Linked DNA regions of Hordeum vulgare: region 2 is linked to region 1. A link is a contact called in public Hi-C data. All regions are on one chromosome and are shown on one strand. Each heading gives the region's core, a stretch centred on a gene start, on an enhancer-like site or on the middle of the called end of the contact. The rest is flanking DNA. Distances are from core to core; before and after follow the strand shown.

What was found. Hi-C and Micro-C count contacts between places; a contact is called where the count stands out from the background.
Region 2: a Hi-C map of seedling shows a contact between it and region 1, with 4 times the contacts expected there. The contact joins the promoter of LOC123449084 here to the promoter of LOC123449083 in region 1. A contact is called at or near these places in 3 of 6 Hi-C or Micro-C datasets (leaf and seedling) and 1 of 1 datasets of contacts at active chromatin or transcription factors (embryo).

Annotation. Positions count from the first base shown.
Region 1 is chr4H:487,498,665-487,504,288 of MorexV3_pseudomolecules_assembly, reverse strand. It overlaps LOC123449083, which reads left to right and starts at 3,455. Exons shown (of 1, transcript XM_045126168.1): 1 at 3,455-5,624. The coding sequence starts at 3,668.
Region 2 is chr4H:487,672,300-487,678,439 of MorexV3_pseudomolecules_assembly, reverse strand. It overlaps LOC123449084 (probable BOI-related E3 ubiquitin-protein ligase 3), which reads left to right and starts at 3,434. Exons shown (of 4, transcript XM_045126169.1): 1 at 3,434-3,607; 2 at 3,711-3,808; 3 at 3,911-4,203. The coding sequence starts at 3,516.

The DNA.
Region 1 (5,624 bases), core at 2,206-4,705:
ACTATACCCCCTGGCTACACTATAAAGCCTCACTCCTACCCACCGAGAGAGGCAAGTTCCCACAGGTCACCCCATGTTTACACAGAGAGAGACTTACCCACAACACACGTAGAACACCACGGAAGTAGTGAGGCCGACAGCCAGAGCTCCGTGTCCCTTCTCCCAAAACAGCTCTAGGAGCACCATTTGTATTGTGATTCTCATATAGTCACACATGCAGGACTAGGGGATTTGCCTCACCAAAGGGCCCTAAACCTGGGTATATCAGCATCATGTGCATTACGCCTAAACCCGCTCCCAAACACCGTCGGCGCCCATCGGCCCCAAATCAACGAGTTAAGCCACCCCTTGGCATCTGTCCGGAAATACCACAACAGATTTAGCGTCACAATCTAGGATTTTGTTTTTGACAAATAAAGATCTCTTCCAGAATTGACAAACTGTCTCTTTAGGTTATTGTGTGACATAGGCTAGATCCCAGACATCGGTTGGACCCGAGTTACTTGGGTAGTACTCGATGTCGGTGTGGGTGGGAGTTGAAATTTTATTATGGCTTGACGTGAGCTCGGCGTTACCGGGCACTCCTTGCGATATCAAAAAGAGGCTCGCGAAATAGACAACACAACCTTATTGGCCGAATCACCTTTTAGATCCAAGCTCCAGGCTCCACCAAATCGGTTGCGCTCGTAACCCTCTACTGGGTGGCGCATCAGTCCTTGGGTTGTATGTGCTTGAGTATCCTTGATCGGGTTCGAGGAAGTATCTAGAGACCCGATTACGGGTTCATGGTCGTTGGGCCTCACATCTTGAACGAGAGGAGGTGCTCCGACGTGTTTCCAACCTTCGGTTGAGCCGAGGTCTTGGATTTTCGGCATAGAGATACATGGGTATGGATCTAATCATAAACCAATGTTTCCATTGATCCTTTGTGACCATGCAGCCAGACCTACATGTGCCACTAATGTCGGTGCTAAAACCTACGGATCTCGGGTAGGGGGTATCGATCTGGTGAACGTGGAACGATGGTGCACAAGAAATAGAGACACCTATTTACCCTGGTTCGGGCCCTCTTGAAGAGGTAAAACCCTACGTCATGCTTGTATTGTATTGATTATGTATGGGGTAAAAAGTACATGATGATCTATCACGAGATCGTATGATTGTGTTCTAAGCTCTAAAGATGTGTGTATCCCTAAAGGCTAAAACCCTCGGCTTATATAGGCACCGGGAGTATCTAGGGTTTACATATGTCGCTTAGAAGCTAGGGTAAACATGACAACTATCCAATCGTGTGTTGAAGTATAATATGCCAAGTCTTCAGAGGATTCCGCCTTGAGTATGCCGAAGGGGAGCAACTAGTTAGGGAGCACTCATTCGGAGCCTCCCAACGATTCCCACGCGCCGCCATTTGGTGCGATCTCAACCGTCGTCACGTGTCACACTCTCAATGTTCCCTTAGGATTTTTTTTAAAAAATTCGCATGTGTTTTCGGCTTTTTAGATTGGTTTTCCCCTTCTTCTGGTGTTTTGGTTTTCACTTGTCTTTCTTAGCTTTTCGATGAAAAAAATATATTTTTTTGCGCGAAAAAAAGTTTTTCTTGTTTTCCCCTACGAGAGGCACTATTATTCTTTCACGAGAGGCATGGTCGTGCCTATCGAAAACGAAAAAAACTCATTTTTTGCTTTTTTTCGCGAGAAGCACGACTGTGTCTCTCGGAAAAAAAAACATGTTTTCTGTTTTTTTCGAGAGACACGGTTTTGCTTTCGCGAGAGCCACGACCGTGCCTCTCGAAAGCGAAAAAAATGTGTTTCTTTATTTTTTTTCGAAAGAGACATGGTTTTGCTTCCGGGAGAGGTATGGTCGTGCCCCTGAAAACGAAAAAACATGTTTTCAAATTTTTTTCTATCATGAGAGGCACGAATTTGCTTTCGTGAGAGGCACGGCCGTGCCTCTCAAAAACGAAAAAACACAATTTCTTTTCTTTCCGTGAGAGGCACAACCGTGCCTCTCGGAAACAAAAAAAACGTATTTTTTGTTTTTTTTCTATGAGAGACACGTTTTTCGTCCGTGAGAGGCATGGTTTTGCTTTCGCGAAAGCCACGACCATGCCTCTCGGAAATGAAAAACGCGTTTCTTTATTTTTTTCGAAAGAGACACGGTTTTGCTTTCGCAAGAGGCAAGGTCGTGCCTCTCGGAAACGACACAACACGTTTTCTATTTTCCTTTTTATCGTCATAGGCACGGTTTTTTCGTCCGTTTTTTATGAAAATAAAAGTTCGTTAAAATTTATCAATATGGGATCTAGTTTCGAAAATCTCGATGCGAGGAACCCAACGATGAAAACGATTTAAGATTTAAGCGCACGATTTAAGAGATAAAATATCTAAAAATATAAATCTACGGAAAAAACTCACATGTTACAACAAGTGGCAAACATGCAGTACACAACTTATCACAACCTAAAAAAGGTAAAGTGATATTTGAAAAAGAGTCCTTTTTAATTAGTGATTTCAACGCCGAATGACACATATTCCCGAGTCCTTCCTTGAATAGTTAGTGGGTCGTTAGCCCGGCCCATAGAGGATAGGTAAATGTGGTAAGCACCCCTTTAATCTAGGACACCATTAGTGATATGTATGAATAGTTTCTTTAAGACCTACAGGTTCACAATAATAGCTACATGACTTTTTTTTTCAATACAAGGATCTTCTTTTAGATCAATCTGATGTAATTTTTGAGGTGTTTTTTTTAAATCCATGATTTACGAATTTGTGATCAGATTGTTCATTGAATATAATTTAATCTTTTCAAGTTTGTTAATTGTACTTCTTCCGTTTTTAAATATAAGTCATTTTAAAGTTTCTACTAGAAAACAACATACAGATGTATACAAACATACATTAGAGTATAAAGTCACAAATTTTATTTCGTATGTAATTTTTTAATAAAATCTTTAAAAAAGTTATATTTAGAAACGAAGGGAGTATGATTGAGTAGCTAGGAATGCTCTCCGTGTTATTTGTATTCTCTGGTCACGATAGACGGCTAATTATTCAGAGGAAGTGGTGTACATTCTTTTAAAAAATAATATCCTAATTGACGGTCCCAACGACAAGAACTGCGTGGGGCGGACCTACCAAGCAGTTCACTCCCGCTGACCGCTGTACCAGTAGCACGACCGGCCGAGGACCGCCCGCCAGCAGCACCAGCAGGCCACCGCAACGCAACTGCAAAACATAACGGTGCGAGACAGCGAGAGCGCGCGACCGAGCGTGACGGGGTCTCCAACGCCTCAACGTGCGCGCCCACCACGCCTACATGCGGCTCCAAAGCCTTGCAATCTTGACCGAGCAGTGCCGGACGGACGGAGCGAGCCCAGCGACGGGGCGGGCGGATGCGGGGCGCCCTATCCAGCATGTGATTTCGAGGGAGAATCCAGCCCTCCAGCTAGCCCAGCCACAAGCCAGGCTGCCACCTCCCCCCTTCCAACCATCGTCTCCTCCCTTTCTTCCACCTCCACCACACCACGCCGCACCACAACCGCCGCTCCACCCTGGTCCCACCCCGCCCCCCTCCCCTCAAATCCCCCGCCCCCCCGCGCGCCGAATTCGCCGTCAATCGCCGCTCTGCCCTCCCCCCCACCGAGCGCGCGCGAAGGCTGCCCGCGATGGCGCTGTCCGCGTCGGCGGCGTCGGCGGGGAGGGGCGCGCGGGCCGAGAAGGTGCGCAGGATCTTCGAGCGCTTCGACGCCAACGGGGACGGCGGGCTCGATCGGGCCGAGATGGCCAAGCTCGTTGTCGCCGTCAACCCGCGGGTTAAGTTCAGCGAGGACCAGATCTCCGCCATCCTCGACGAGGTCTTCCGCACCTACGCCGAGTTCATCCTCCCGGGGGGCCAGGGACTGTCCCTCACCGGCCTGCTCCGGACTTACGACGACGGCGCCGGGGACGTCGACCGCGACTTCCTCGCGCTCTCCCTGCCCGCCGTCGACTCCGACGCCTCCTCCCCGGAGATCGCGCCCGGGGACCTCGCCGCCTCGTCCTCTCCGACCTCCGGCGCCGCCGTAGCCGCCTCGCTGCTCGACGACCACCTCAAGCCGCTCGGCATCGGCGGCACGGGCCCTTCCTCCAGCTCCCGCGCTGCCGTCGCCGCGCCGGCCTGGGCGACCTCGCCCAGCCACGGGATTGCGTTCGATTCCTCCTGGGCGCTCCTCGACGACCTGGAGATACTCGTCAAGCGCCTCCGCTCCAAGCAGCTGCGGAAGACCTCCTCCATCGACACCAGCGGGGGCGGCAGCAATCTCGACTCCTTCTCTGAGGCCGGCTGGTCCAGGGAGATCTCCGGCTCCGCCGATTCGGGTTTAGCAGCCGCGCCGTGGGACGAGACCAGCCGGGACTACCTCACCTTCGTCAAGGAGCTCGCTGTTCTCCGCACGCGCGCGGACGCCTCCCGCTCTCGCGAGGAGGCCTTCGACAACCACATGGTCATCGGCCGGGCGCTATGCGAGCACCGCCTCTTCCGAGACGCCCTTGCCAGCTTCCGCCGTGGCTGCGAGCTGCAGCCCACTGACGTCCGCCCGCACTTCCGTGCTGGTAACTGCCTCTACGCTCTGGGCCGCCACGCCGAGGCCAAGGAGGAGTTCCTCCTTGCCCTCGAGGCGGCAGAGGCAGGTAACTCCCAGTCCGCGGACATTCTCCCACAGATCCATGTCAACCTTGGTATTGCAATGGAGGCTGAGGGGATGGTACTTGGTGCCTGCGAGCACTATCGAGAGGCTGCCATACTGTGTCCATCTCATGCCCGCGCGCTGAAGCTCCTTGGGAGTGCACTCTTTGGTGTTGGGGAATACCGTGCAGCCGAGAAGGCACTGGAGGAGGCCATCTTCCTCAAGCCAGACTATGCTGATGCGCACTGCGATCTTGGCTCAGCATTGCATGCAGTAGGGGATGATGACCGTGCGGTTGAGGAGTTCCAGAAAGCAATTGATCTTAAACCTGGGCATGTCGATGCCTTATACAATCTTGGTGGATTGAACATGGACGCAGGCCGATTTGTGCGGGCTGCTGAGATGTATACTCGTGTGCTGAGCATCCGGCCAAACCATTGGCGTGCTCAGCTAAACAAGGCAGTTGCTTTGCTTGGGCAAGGAGAGTCCGAGGAGGCCAAGAAGGCACTCAAGGAGGCATTTAAGATGACACAAAGGGTGGAGGTGTATGATGCAATCTCACATCTGAAGACACTGCAGAAAAAGAAGCCAAAGCCTTCAAAAGGAAAACATGATGCTCAAGGAGAGGAAGCATTTGTTATTGTAGAAGCATCCAAGTTCAAGAGGGTTGGAAGGAAGACCACATTGCGTCAGGATTTGGCCAATGCCCTTGATATAAGGGCCTTCGAGAGGACGACAAAGCTTGGCCACTGTGATGTCGAGCTTCTGAGGAAAGAGATGAATGAGACTGATGTCCCTGTATCGTACTCAGGCACGGGCATCCCAGAGAAGTCGATCAGGAAAGCAGCTCTTGAGGTTATTCTTCGCAGGCTCCTATCTTTCCTCAAGCCAGACACCTTCCAGGGTGCAGTGAAGGCAATGAATGAAAGAATTCTCTCTGTCCTTGATGCTTCTGGCT
Region 2 (6,140 bases), core at 2,185-4,684, 170 kb before region 1:
CTAGGCTAAGACAAGTACACTCTTATGATTAAACTCCTTGCAAGCATCCGCAAATACAAGAGAGAAATTAAGGCAAATCCTAACCATAGCAATAAGCTTTAGGATCCAACACTCCCTCGTGCAAAAGCATGCGAACTGGGGTTCAGGTTTCTGTCACTCCGGCAACCCACCATAAGCATTCTTCATACACGATGCATTCTCCTAGGCCCTTAAAAAGGTGAAGTGTTATGTAGTCGACGCTCACATAACACCACTAGAAGAATAACACCATAACTTAAATATCAATCAACACATATTACTTCAACATCATATGACTACTATAAACTAGACTTCTCCCATGTCCTCAAGAACTAAAGTAACTACTCACAAGACATAAAAGAGATCATGATCAGAGGTGATCAAAATATGATGAACAATATGGTCATAACAATAATTCTCCAACAATACTCAATAGCATTCACTACAAAAAGAGTAATCAACACCGGTAGAGTAAGGGGGATGAATAGTGCAAGGTACAACTCCGATTGCAATGGTAAAGTGAGATGAGGTGAAGATGGAGATGGTGTTGGTGTTGAGGGTGATGGTGATGATGATCTCGATGATGCCCGTGATGATGGTGATGACGATGAGGACGATCTCCCCTTCCGGGAGGAGTTCTCCCCGGCGGAATCTGCCCGCCGGATAGGTCTTTTCTTCTGTGTAGGTTTCTGGCCCAAAGCGGCGGCGGATCTCCGGAAAAACTTTTGTCCCCGTAACTTTTAGGTCATGAGGGTCATATAGGCGAAAGGAGAGCACCGGAGGCGGGACCCACCACCTAGGTGGCCTCTGGGCGCGGCCTAGGGGTGACCCGTGCCACGAGGTCGCCTGGGTGCCTGGTGGCCCCCCTCCGGCCCTTCTTCGGCCTGTCTTCGTGATCTGTTCGGAAATTCCTTCCCCGTAAATTTCAGCTCAACTGGAGATTTTCTAATTTGGCAACTCTTCATGCTATTTTCTTCGCTGAATCCCGCGTCTGCTGTTTCGGCACCGAAAAGTTGTAAATGTGTAAAATAAGCCAAAACACTATAAGAACAACATCATAATGTGTAATATATCAATGAATAGAGACAAATTATGATACAAAAATAGTGATGCATTTTGGACGTATCACGCCACGACAAAGACGTTGTCCGCCTCGTTAGTCGGCGTCGCTTCCTCCGCTACGTATTGCAAGGTGGAGAACGTCACCCAAAATATGCGACATCGCCGACAGCAGGAGAGGGAGGCAGCATCGGTGTCGCAGGAAGGTGCGTACATGCTCGAGGAGTTATCTCCCCCACCATGCCCGGCACCCCGCACCCCATCCATCCAAGCGCCGTCACAGATTACGACGTCTGACACCCTTGGGATCGAGGTAGATTCGAATCCAGCTCGGCCATACCAGATAGCTTTCCACACACACAAATGTCAGCGGTCAACGAACGTGACTCGTCGCGGCTTGTTCGGGAGCGGATAAGCACTAGCACCAGCGACGCTTGGGTTGCACTCGACATGTTTGACGGAATGTCAGAACAAGACCGGGTATGTTTTGTTTGCTCGTGTCCGATCAAATGTTCAATGTTTTGCATAGACCACTAGTTCTCATATGATGATTGCTTGCAGACCATGATCATCTAGGAGGCATACTTGTCAAGCATGATCAATGACAATGAAGATCCGACCGAAATGGAGTATGAATTGGAGGCCACCACCACATTTGAAGTTGGGTCAACATCCGATCCCAATTCGATGAAGAAGAAGAAGAAGAAAAAGAAAAGGAAGACAACGAAGGCAAGAGGTTTGGCTTTCTCAAGATTTGAGAACATCTTATTGGTCAAATCTTGGTTAGCCATAACAACAGATCCAATACGCGACACCGAGCAAAAGGGGAACACATAATGGGAGAATATTTGGAAGGAGTATCGTGAACAAAAGGATTATGTGGAGTCACATCCTACCGTGACCACCCGCAATATCACATCTCTCCAATATTGATGTGGGATCATTCAAGGGTAAGTGAACAAGTACGTTGGCTACTACAGTGACCAAACACCCACAAAGTGGGATGAGAGTGGCAACTCAAGTAAGCTCAATTGCCTCATCTTGTTGTCATTTGAATATGCTTCTTTTCTTTGCATTCTTGTGCCCATACATATGTCGTTTGCTAGACGGTCGTGGTGGCCACTATGTATCATGAGCTGGAGAAGAAGCCATTTGCTTTTAGCCATCGTTGGATCATATTGAATAGCAAGCCAAAGTGGACACAACTTGTGTTGTGGCCGATCTCAAGGCTGACAAGAAAGAGGAATGCTGGCTCAAGTTTCCACCAATCCATTGGGTTGGACGATGAAGAGGACGATGTTTTCGTGACGAATGGAAGAGTTATCATGACAAATGATAGCCGACAACTCATGTGAAACAAGTAGGAGAAGGCAATGATCTCCTGTGACACTGCTGCTATAAGAATGTCGTCCTCATGGACGTGCATTCTTTCGGTAAGGGAGAATAAGAAAAAGAAGATGTACAAACTCATGTTGGATATGCAAAAAAGAGAGGATGAAGTGGGTCCAGATGAGGGCGTAGCAGAGACTGGAAATTGAGAGGGAGAAGATCGAGTTGGAGAAGCAAGCGGCGACGATCAAATGGAAACTCGAGAAGGCCAAGACATTTGAAGAGATTGAGCTCGAGAAGGAGAGATTGCAACTCGCACAGGACACAGTTGATGTGAAGATCATGTTGACGGACGAAATCCTCTTGGATGAGCATGCAAAGAAGTGGCTCGCAGATAAGAAAGAGATCAACGACCATATGACGCAGGAGGCAGCAAGGGCGGCTGCGACAGCGGATCATGCGACCAGGATGCAGGCAGAGCAAGCAACCCAGATGCAGACGAAGTTAGCTGTCCAAGCGAAGCAGGGAAAGCTAGAGGAGCACACGGCATGGATGGCCACGTCCGGTCACTGATCCCCTTCTCGCTCGTACATTGATTTTATTTTAGCATGTTCAATTTGTTGAACCATGGTTTGATTTGCTTTGTTTCAAACTGTTGGATTCAGAGATTAGATGATTACCGTGCATGAATTGCATAGATATAAGAATTGACATTAGAGGTACGATGCAACATACAAGGGACCGGTGGGTGCTGTACACGGACACGTCCGCAGGCATGTAGAAAGCCGGTTTATCAAGTCCGGTTGTAGATGCTCTAACTTGTGTGTGTATATATACTAAGGGAGAGTAGTAGATTTAGGAGCAACGTGAAGGGTTTCAGAACAAAATCCATCTCAAAATCTAATGAAGCACGGGGAATCCAGAAATATCCAACTGACTTGTGGGTCTCAAGGTGCATGGCCCCACATGTCAACCGCACATCTACTTCAATTAAACCCAAATCACACTATTTGCCAGCACTCAGTACAGAGCCCCATTCCGCCTTCTCTCTCCTCCCTTTCCGACGAGGCGACCTGCCCCTTTCCCCTCTCGCGCACCTTCCTCTCGCCATGGCCTTCTTCTCCCACCACCACCTCCAGCAGCCCCACCCCGCGGCGCCGCCGCCACCGCAGCAGCAGCAGCCGGCGCCTCTCTCCTTCAGGTGCGCCGTCTCAATTCCGGTTCCGTGCCATTTCTCCGTATGTTTTCCTGCGGTAAGGGCCGCGCTTAAAATCCCCTTCCTAATGCCCGTGAAATTTCGGCAGGAACGCGCTGCCGGTGCCGGTCGATGGACAGATCCCGGCGCCTCTCGCCTTCTTCAACGCGCCGCCCGCTTTCCCGGACCAGGCGGGGCAGCCACAGCGTAAGCCTTTCCCCGCGAATCTCCCCCTTCGTCTTTCAAAAATTCCGCTTCAATTGGCGCTTATTTTTGAGGGGTTTGATTTTGCTGTGTTCTGTGTGGTAGTGGACGCGGCTGGGCTGACGGCTGCGGCGGGTATGGGGTGGAGGCAGCCGAGGGAGCAGGAGCTGCTGGGCGAGAACTCGCAGATGTCTTCCATCGATTTCCTGCAGACGGGCTCGGCGGTGTCGACGGGCCTGGCGCTCTCTCTGGAGGACCGGCGCCATGGCGGCGGCGGCGCTGGCGCTGGGAACTCCTCGGGCGATTCGCCGCTGCTCCTGTTGCCGATGCTGGACGACGACATCTCCCGTGAGGTCCAGCGGTTAGATGCTGATATGGACCGATTCATCAGGGCCCAGGTCACGCGCTCTCGAACCTTTTTCACTCGTGGCTTTGAGTTGTGCATCCATCCTATGCTTTACATGCGGTCTTTTTGATCCGTTGACCAAGTTTTGTTGGGGTAATTAGTGAAGCGTTCACTTTGTCTGTTGAAGGGCACATATAGATAGTCTCTTCACTCCACTTTTTTTCTAATGTTAGAGGCTTCTTCTTTTCTCATTAAGTCATGCAACAATTCTTGATTAGTGGTAGCTCTCGTGAGTAAATGTTCATAGTATGCCGTTTAAGTAAAACCCTGTGAATATTAAACATAAGAAAGGGGGAGTATTACTGATGAAAAAACTGGGTAGTTATCATTGGTACCACCCAAATCTTGTGTTTCAGTTAAACTAGCTAATTGCCCGTGCGGTGCAATGGGGGCATACACATTCTAATGGTTTAACATCAATCCTGTTTAACCTATAACTTTATAGAATACTCATGTACATTAGGTGGTATTGTCGATTCGATTTACCATTAAAATAATTCCACCTCTTCCGCTAACCCATCTGTCTTTCTCTAAAAAACAAAGACTTGATTAACCTTGAAGAAATAAACCCACTGTATAGCGGAAATAGAGGGGAGGATGGATGTGCGTGCATGGGTGTAGCGGGCCGGATTTCCCCTGGTTTTCTTTGCGTGCTAAGCATGGTACGGAGGCAGACGAAGGTTGAGCGAAATGGTAACATTATGTATTTTTTAGGTAGTGTATTTGTAGATAACACCAAAATCTGAATCTCCTCTTCCTTTTGCCGCTGGTTACTTCCAGTTACACCACACTAACAGCAACACACTCGACCACCTGAATCCAGTCCAGCATTGAAACCCCAAATGACATCTGAACACTCAGCTACGGTGAGTACATGATCTACTGTCCACGCCTTGGGGTCAGTCTCCAGGAACAAAACAGAGACCAATATCTGAGTAAAACAGAAGCACTCATCTTAATTTGCAGTTGTACCAGACCGAGCAGATGAAGCAGACCTGAATACAGGTCGGAGGAGGCAATGGGAGTCGTGCATACATGGTTCCACACAAAGTAAAAAAACCGATAGGTTTGCCACCACCTTGCGCTTTTCTGACCAAAGTGCATGCTTAAGCGCAGTTATGTGCATATGAAGCGCAATTAAGCAGTAGGAGCTTTGCTATCGCCTAGGCGTGCCTTTTTAACTACGGTTCCACGTTTGAAGTGGCATCTGCTGCTGGTGTATCTTCTGCAGGCGTTGCTGGTGCTCATCATTGACAAGAAGGAGAATGATCTACCTGACAATGCTGACCCATGCATTCACTGGCCAATCAAACATCTGATAGACTTGGACTACAGCCTACAGAAACCCTGGATGATTCAACAGGAAAATCCACTTACCTCCTCCTGCATTCTTTAGCTGTTGGAGGCCCAGTGTTACCTTTTCAATATGTTGGTCAGAGAGAAATTAACACAATGTTCTGTAGCCAGACCTGTATTCATGTAAACTTCAATGATTACCACTACTGTAGATTCTGCCGTCACCTCTTAGTAACCACTTGTCTTATCTGTGTCAGTTTTGTTAGATGGATACCGAAGAAATTCCCTCATGTTATGTCCCCCCCAATCTTGCATCCACTTTCCCTTATTGCTCCTGGACCAGATCAAACCTGATGTGCAGTAGATGTATAGCATTCTGATCGATGTGGTCCAGGGATGAAGTGCTTGGATGTTGGCATGGAACATGATCCAAGGGCCCAAAACTCACCGAACCGCAACTCCTGCACCGCCATGTGGGAGGGGTCTACACATGTGACACAGCTCTTGGGTTTTCATCCTTGCTTTGCCGAAAAGGATCACCCCATAGTTACTATATTTGGGTCCTCAAGCATTAATATGCTAGTGCAGTCCATAGTAACTTCCCAGTGTGGGGCTAACCCACCACCACCTCCA